Regions from separate parts of the Mus musculus genome. Here all the other regions are linked to region 2. Evidence: chromatin contacts called from public HiChIP or PLAC-seq and promoter capture Hi-C data. All regions are on one chromosome and are shown on one strand. The core of a region is the stretch at or near the end of the contact, and the rest is flanking DNA. Distances in the headings are between cores, read along the strand shown.

The links. Promoter capture Hi-C pulls out the DNA fragments that hold promoters and counts their contacts. HiChIP or PLAC-seq counts read pairs in DNA pulled down with a chosen protein or histone mark.
Region 1: a contact with region 2 is called in a promoter capture Hi-C map of pre-B cells, with 2.4 times the contacts expected there. The contact joins the promoter of Eprn here to the promoter of Ahrr in region 2. A contact is called at or near these places in 1 of 39 promoter capture datasets (pre-B cells) and 1 of 115 datasets of contacts at active chromatin or transcription factors (bone marrow-derived macrophages).
Region 3: a FOXA1 HiChIP or PLAC-seq map of pancreatic cancer cells shows a contact between it and region 2. The contact joins the enhancer-like site here to the promoter of Ahrr in region 2. A contact is called at or near these places in 8 of 39 promoter capture datasets (the C10 cell line, cranial neural crest, embryonic stem cells and 5 more), 1 of 15 datasets of contacts at CTCF or cohesin (large pre-B cells), 23 of 484 Hi-C or Micro-C datasets (B cells, the G1E-ER4 cell line, the N1E-115 cell line and 9 more), 3 of 115 datasets of contacts at active chromatin or transcription factors (astrocytes, extraembryonic endoderm stem cells and pancreatic cancer cells) and 1 of 9 other capture datasets (embryonic stem cells).

The regions. Positions count from the first base shown.
Region 1 is chr13:73,346,084-73,348,783 of GRCm38.p6, reverse strand. It overlaps Eprn (ephemeron, early developmental lncRNA), which reads left to right and starts at 1,400. Exons shown (of 3, transcript NR_045293.1): 1 at 1,400-1,565; 2 at 1,723-2,288.
Region 2 is chr13:74,291,046-74,293,745 of GRCm38.p6, reverse strand. It overlaps Ahrr (aryl-hydrocarbon receptor repressor), which reads left to right and starts at 1,415. Exons shown (of 11, transcript NM_009644.3): 1 at 1,415-1,515.
Region 3 is chr13:73,735,685-73,738,414 of GRCm38.p6, reverse strand. It overlaps a transcript of Slc12a7 not described here. Among named protein-coding and RNA genes, the nearest start is that of Slc12a7, 27 kb to the left of the region's middle. Within about 2 kb of position 1,349, at least 45 of the 459 cell types and tissues checked have an H3K27ac peak or open chromatin away from gene starts, as enhancers often do. A contact at or near this core is called in olfactory sensory neurons and pancreatic cancer cells, where this site is marked.

The sequences.
Region 1 (2,700 bases), core at 151-2,650, 940 kb after region 2:
TAAGTCTAACTAGAGAGCTATTGGTTACTGTCTTAGGATTTCATTGTTGTGAACAGACACCATGACCAAGGCAACTCTTATAAGGGACAACATTTAATTGGGGCTGCCTTACAGTTTCAGGGTTCAGTCCATTATCATCATGCCAGAATACATTGGAGCATCCAGGCAGACATGGTGTTGGAGAAGGAGCTGAGAATTCTGCATCTTGATCTGAAGGCAGCCAGGAAGAAGACTGTCTTCCAGGCATCAAGGAGAGGGGTATCAAATCCCACCCCTACAATGACACACTTCCTCCAACAAGGCCACACCTACTCCAACGAGGCCACACCTCCTAATAGTGCCACTCCCTGGGCCGAGCATGCTCAGATACGTGAGTCTATGGGGGCCAAACCTGTTCAAACCACTACAGTTAGAGTCAAGATTTGGATGCCACTCCTGTACCTTTGGGGCTATCATGCCACTCTGATCATAACTGTGGTACACAGGTGTCATAGCTGGGTAGACTATTGTTTGCTGTCTTCCTTTAGAAGCTGGGATGGAGCCTTTCTGGTACCATGAAGTTTAGTTTTCAGAAAAGAGGCTTTCAGGTCAGTTCCAGCTCAGGTGCTTTTAGTCCTGTGTCTGAAGTGCACGGTGTCTCCAGGAATGGGGACTTACTTTCTACCTCTGGCAGGCAGCCAAGTGAAATAGCAACGGCCTATGAGGTTTTAGGAGGCTCTTAGACAACACTGACCAACAGTTCGAAAGTAGACAGGCTTTTTGGCCTGGCGTTGGAATTTCTCCTCATCATAGACACCTACCATACCTTGCATGCCTGATAGACTACTTACCATAAAAAAAAAAAGATGAAGCTGAATGGTGTCCTCTTAAATGGCCTATGAGGTTTTAGGAGGCTCTTAGACAACACTGACCAACAGTTCGAAAGTAGACAGGCTTTTTGGCCTGGCGTTGGAATCTCTCCTCATCATAGACACCTACCATACCTTGCATGCCTGATAGACTACTTACCATAAAAAAAAAGATGAAGCTGAATGGTGTCCTCTTAAACTCATCTCAAAGCTGTAGCTCCCATGATAGGAACCATTATGTTACATAATATCCATTTCACCTGTGTTGTTGCATAGTATCCATTTTGCCTAATTTTGTCTATCGGGGCTTTTCTAAGCATGTTCCCTTGGTTAAATGAAGCCCAGATAGGCTAAGGGCTGCCAGTTCCTCTGAGGCTGCCACATTTCATATATTAACCTTAATGTTTCATTTCAGTCCCTGTTCTCAGGTCCTAATTTCTCCTTGAGAGGTGTGGTCCAAAAATCTCTTCAGGGAGCAGAAGGGTGATGGTCAGTTAATCTTTTAACTACTTCCATGACGTTAAGAGGAGGGGCTAGTCCCTGCCTAAAGGGATCACAGATTACCTTCAGTGGTTGGGGAGGAGTAGTTGGATTTTCAACAGCAGGGATCGACTGGAATCCCCATGTAATAGGTGTGGTATGTGTACTCTATTTCTTCCCTCATGGTGTCTAGGCACTGCTACACACCAGGCTGGAAGGAAGCAGAGGCCAGAAGAGGTGAGGTCTGTAGGGAAAGAGCTGGGGCAGAGCCGGGGTGGGAATGGGGGCCGAGAGGGGGCTTCTCCAGGGATTTTATTAGATATTTTCTTTATTTACATTTCAAATGTTATCCCCTTTTCTGGTTCTCCCCCCCCCCAACACCCCTCTTGGACAGAATCCTTCTGGTCGCCATCTGAGCCTGGAGCTAAGGCTGTTCCACAGCCCTCTCTACACAGGTTCCGCCAGAGAGAGCTGGTCTCCCAGGAGTGCTGACAGGGCTTGCAGGCCCACAGGAGGGACAAGCTCCAGCCAGAGACAGAAAGACCAACACCAGAAATAACCAGATGGCAAAAGGCAAGCGCAAGAACCTTACCAACAGAAACCAAGGCTACTTGGCATCAGACCCCAGTTCTCCCATCACAGCAAGTCCTGGATACCTCAACACACCGGAAAAGCAAGATATGGATTTAAAAATCACATCTCATTATGCTGATAGAGGATTTTAAGAAGGACATAAATAACTCCCTTAAAGAAGTACAGGAGAACACAAGTAAACAAATAGAAGCTTTAAAGAGGAAACAAAAATCCCTTAAAGAATTTCAGGAAAACACAACTGAACAGATGAAGGAATTAAACAAAACCATCCAGGATCTAAAAATGGAAGTAGAAACAAAAAGAAATCACAAAGGGAGACATCTCCCCGGATTTTAATGGAACAGCTCTCTTAGACAATCTTAGTTTGTGAGTATTCCTTTATTTGGGGTGGGTTTGCATGCATACACCCCTGGATAGTGGGAAGGGGTTCTTCTTAGGGTTAAGTTTCATTGGAGTTTAAAGTACTGTGAATGTCTCCTTTGTGTGGAAAGGCATTCCAGGAATTCCAGATATGTGCAGGGCAAGTTTGGGGTTGGGGCAAGGGTGGGGGAGGGAGGACTATGTGACATTCTTCAGGTAGAAGATTGTGGGTCAGAGGTCGGGTTCCCCAGATCGGGCAGAGAAGAAACCCACCTAAGAAAATGGAGTCCTACATATTGTATCAAGCTCAAAGGAGCTATCTGCACAGGATAGACTATAATTTTGGTAGCAAGAAGCAACAAATAGGGTGTTACATATTCTAGAAGATACAGACTTTACAAGATCGAAACACAGAGTT
Region 2 (2,700 bases), core at 166-2,665:
CAAATTTACAATAACTTCAGTTCTAACAGACCAAGTTTTTCTAGGCATAGTTTACATTAAAAAAAAAACAGATTAAAATACAATTAATCATTTTTTTTAAAAAAACTGTGGTAGTGAGCCAGGTGGTGACGGCACACGCCTTTAATCCCAACACTCAGGAGACAGGCAGGTGGATCTCTGAGTTCTAGGAAAGCCAGAGTTACACTGAGAAACTCTATCTAGAAACAAACAAGCAAGCAAACAAACAAAACCAAAAATAAACAAAAAACATGGTAGTGTAGGTGCACGTTGTCTGATACAAAAACCCAATATAAATACATTTATCCAACCATTATTGCTGAGCCTCTGTTGTCTGCCACGCAGAGTTGTTTACAAAATAGAGAACAGAACTGCCCTTATGTTTCCAGATTCTCTGACAAAACTCGCGAACTAGTTGTTCACGTTCAGAGCTGTGCACAGAAGAGGCAAAGTACCTTTTACTTCTGAGATCCCAGGGCTGGTCCCTTGTTCCCTTGTAGGGAAGAGAATGCCTTCAGAACAAACAGCCAGTTCAAATCTAAGGAGCAGAAGCAAGCAAGGGTACTTTGGAGGAACCCTAGCCAATGGACAGTGTGATACTCGGGTGCTTCCCAAGAGCCTGAAACGTGGGCAGGGTCAAAATCAGGACTGGGTGCCTAGGTGGAAGGTGGGAGGGACTGGATGAGGGGTGGGACATGGAGAGCAGACTGCCCACACGAAGAACTTCAGAGATTCCAGGAGTCTCTGAACCTTGTGCTTGTTAGTAAGAGTCACGATGCCTAGGCCAGGCGGGACAGCCGAATAGGTATGTTTAGGGCTGAGCCTATCCACCATGTGGTGTCCTGAAAAGCTTAGACGAGAATGTCCCCTGAAAGACCCCAATGTACCTAATATTTCTCATTCTTGGTAAATTCTGTGTCAGAAAGTAGCAAACTAATACTTTATGCTTTGCAAAGTATAAACATACTGTATCTTTAATCTTTTTTATTTTCCAAACAACTCTATAGCGCAAGAAAGGAGGAACACGCTAAGTCTTGGTTACCTATTCTGATCTCATTCTCTGGCCCCAGGGGCCAAGGGGCCCCAACCCACAGCTCCGCAAAAGGAAGGACTCCCTGGATTTTCTTAGGACCAGGTGGGATTTGGTGCACAAACTGGAGGCTTGCTCTGGGATCTCCAAAGGCCCGGGTAAAAACATATTTAGGCACAAAGATCACGGGTACCCGAAGAGCAAGCGGTGACACCCTATCCAGGCACTCAGACCCGGGGACCCTAAATATTGAAAGGGCGCGTGGCAGGCAGGGACAAGGATGTGCGTGCGCCCTCTGCCGCTTTTCCCTTGCGTCTGCCGCTTCGGGCGGGGCGGCTCGCGTGCTGGGGTGGGGCTTTCCTTCTCTAGTCTGAGGCCAGGTCCCAGAGATGAGAGAGCTGACAGCTCCTGGCCTCCGCGGCTCCCTCAGCGGGCGCGCCCGATCTTCTGCGCCCCGCCTGCCCCGGGTAAGTACTCTTGGACTTCACGGGGCTCTCTGGTCTTTGCCTCTGCTGTAGCCACTCTGAGATTGTCCAGCTTGGTCTGGGGCCCCTTCTGCTACACATTTTTGCATCTGGAGGGTCCAGAATTGCTGAAAGTGATGGGCACTCCAGGGGCTTCTCTCTTGGCATCAGACCTTTGAGGGAAGCCAGTCAGGTTCTTCAGTTTTGAGGAGTCAGTTTTCTCTTGACTTGGGTATCCTGTCCCCAAACTCCTTCACTCCCGAAAATGAGCCAGGGAATACCTGTCCCGCATTGGAGAGTCCTTTTGCCTTGGACCTAATGTCTTTTAGAAGTTTTTTGCAGATGATGGCAAGGGGGCTCCTCACAGGCCGCCTTAGCTATCCCTGGGACTGGAGCACCACGGGCACAGCCAGCGAAAGTGGCGCAGTAGCAAGCCCTTTCATGGAGATCAGAGGGCAGTAACAAGGGATTCACGCTTTGGAGGGACTTCCACCATTCCGGGAATTGTCCAATTAGTGGCACCAGAAATATTTGCCTTCTCCAATTTTGAGAAGCAGAAAATTACGGTGTATGGCTTCTTTCAGAAAGAGACAGGACCCTGGTGTTGCTGAAAATCTTAGTGGTACAAACCCTGGAGTCCTCGGCCTTGTGTTGCTTCCCCAGTCCCAGTTGGAGAGCTCTCTCTATTGGGGACAACTCTCGTTCCCCTCCCGGGGCTTCTCCTGGAAGGAGGTTCAGGCTTTGCACAGTTCTAGTACAAGGGTCCCCCCACCCTCCAAAAGGTCTATTTTTTGCAGCTGTTTCTACGGTTTGGATTCATGAGATCTTTCTCACTTTGGCTACCCTTGTCCGGGGTGCGAGGTGTAACTTGGCTCCTCAGGACTGTATCCAGCTAAACTTAGAGGCTCAACTCTAGGAGAAGCTTATGTGTACACCTTGGGTGATACCCCAGAGCTTGGGGGTACTGTACAGTGTAATTTAACTTCTCCTAGCCTGATCAAGGAACTCATAGTAGGAGACACTCTAGGCCTCAGAGTCTGGTTCACTTTTGCCCATCATGGGGAGTGGCCTGCCTTGGTATGAGACCCTGACGCAGTGAGCAGTGGCTGTCTTTTTTCATGAGCAGGGGCATGGCCAAGTGCTGATTATTCCAGACTAGGATACCTACTGAGCTAATCCAGCAGCCCT
Region 3 (2,730 bases), core at 100-2,599, 560 kb after region 2:
GCTTTGTCACTGAGCTGTATCCCCAGTCCCTTTGTCCATTTTTTAAACATTTTTTGGAGGGGGGTGGGTGTTTTAGTTGCCAAGTTACAGAAGTTGATCCATTACCAGGTAGATAATTTGCCAGTGTCCTTCCTATTCATATTTAACAGATTCTTCTGTCCCTGCAGTTTGTTTACCTTGTGGGTTTAGGAACTGTCTTCCTCCACTTTAACAAGCATGCAGTAACTGGCATCACACACACACACACACACACACACACACACACACACACACACACACACAGAGCTGGATCCCCACAGACCCATTTCTACATGTGAATAGCACTACCAATGTCATCCAGTTGCTTCCTCTGCAGCTGAAGCTGCTTTAGTTCACGCTGGGGTACCCTAGACACAGATGCTCAAGTGTCTGTTACTCCATCAGGTTGAGGAAGGCCAAGTGTCCTCTTGAACACAACCATTCCTATGTGTTTGTCCCTCTAGCAGGTTGGAGAGGGTGGGTGTCACCTGGACACGGAAGTTTTCATGTATTTGTTTCTCCTATTAGGCAGGTGACACCAGAATGGTTGTCATCTTGAATGCCCTGGGGTCAAGGTTCCCTGCTTTGCTGCAGGGTCTGCACCAGCACCGGGAGGCTAGCTCAGGGTCAACCCCATCCGAGGCCTCCAACACAGGTTCTTCCTATCTGGTTGTGAGTCTCTTTTGGATGTTGTTCCTTTATTTAAAGAAAATTCCTTCCCATATGTGATGTGATGAGTCTCAACCCTAGCCTATTCCAGTTGGGAGTTAGGGGGGGAAGAAGCCAAATTAAATATTATTAGCAAAGAAGAGAACAGGACATGCATGGAGCATTTTCTTGTTGGGCCAGGTTAACAATCACCAAAGCAAGGCTTCTTTCACAGCAAAGTGACAGAACTTGAGCTGGCGCTGCTCACCGAGAGCTAGAGGCATCTCACCGATTACCAGGAGGGCCACACCCTATGAAATATTTAAGCAAAAAGTAAACAGTCTGCCCAGCGGGCTGCAGGTTTTCAGGCACCAGAGCCTGGCCATTAGCTCTCCAGCCTCAGCAGCCTGAAGGGAGGCAGCCTAGTAGTATTTCTGTACAGGAAACCCAGGCAAGGCTTGGGATACAATTTTACCAAGACTCTCCCTAAGCAAGACCTAGAACTGTAGTGAGAGACATTGCCCAATGTGTGAACACACCACGGAGCTGGCACTCCTCACGGGCCTAACTTAGAAGTGTTCTTGTAGAAACTTCCTCAGAGGCCACAGAAAATATGCTAAGCAACAAACCACAGAGCTACTTGTGGTGAACACAGAGACTCATAGGTAACAGGAAAACAGGCACACCAAGGCAACACTAACTCACATGTGACACTAGAGACAACAAAGAGACAGCACAGAGACAAGACAGCACTGGAGGCCACACACAAACACGCATGCAGATAGAATAGACACAACATGTAAACACACAGATAATATACAGGCACACAGAGACACAAAGAGAAAACATGACATATATACATCATAGAACTCATATGAAGACAACATACATATAAGTAGAGAGACACAAGAAAACATATATTCACAGCATAGAGACACTGCAGATAGTAAGGAGACACACAAGGACACATAGACTCACAGCCACACACACATGTGGAAATATGTACACATCAGGACTTCAGCTTGGACATACTGGGTACCTGACTGAAGAGGGCATTGTTGTAGAAGGTGAGATGTTCTCTTGATCTGGGTCTCCAGGAGACACTAGATCTCTGTAGTCAAGCCCTGAACCACCACCCCTCCAAATATAATTATCAAGGATTGGCAGACATGTGGTCCTACCAGCCATAACAGTGACGGGAAGCAAAATGCCAACCTCCAATCAGGGACCCATATTGGTCTTTGTCCTGGACAGGAGTGAAACCACAGGAGTCTGCAGCCCAAATGCCAGGCAGGGCAGGAGAACGAACGGGGGAAGACAGAGAGTGCCCCAAGCCACTTATGACCTTCTAGGCTGTGAGGATCTCCCAGGAGCTCTCCTTGGGAAGCCTTGCACATATGGCTCTTTTTGCTATCTGGAGACTTCTTTTCCTTGGCCCTTCTGTCTGGGGGGCACTCTCAGTGACTGTCCACTTGGTGACTGTGATGGTAAATGGTTCTGAGATCACCTTTGTCACTGGCCATGAGAACTCTCACCACAATCCCTTCAGCTAGACAGCAGAGAGGGCCTTCTCTCTGGACCCTTGCCACGGGGCCAAGATCTTTCCTGTGGGTCTTTTGTGCTGAGTCATCATCACCCCTTGGCCCATGCACCTTTCCCTCTGCCCCGCTGCTCACTGGAGATACAATAACAACCAGGGAACAGGGAGTCACACCTAGCAAGTGGCAGACTCACTTCTGTCCCTTTATGGGTGCCATCTTCATCTAAGTAAACAGAACACAGTTCAAAAGCTCAGCATTGAGACATGTGTCTAATGGGACATAAGGCTGAGCAGGCTCTGCAGACATGAGACACAATATCACGCTCATATCCCTCCACACAGCAAAGGGAGACCATCCATGCCACTGTGTGCAATCTACTCTTGCATACCCCACCTAATGAGATGAGACCAAAATACTCAAGGGTGCTGGTCTGAGCCAAAGGGTCAGCTGGTCCAGCACCCATGTATCATGGTGAATCCGATAGAAGTGGAAAACCTTGGGAGCTGGTGCTAAAGGAAATTGC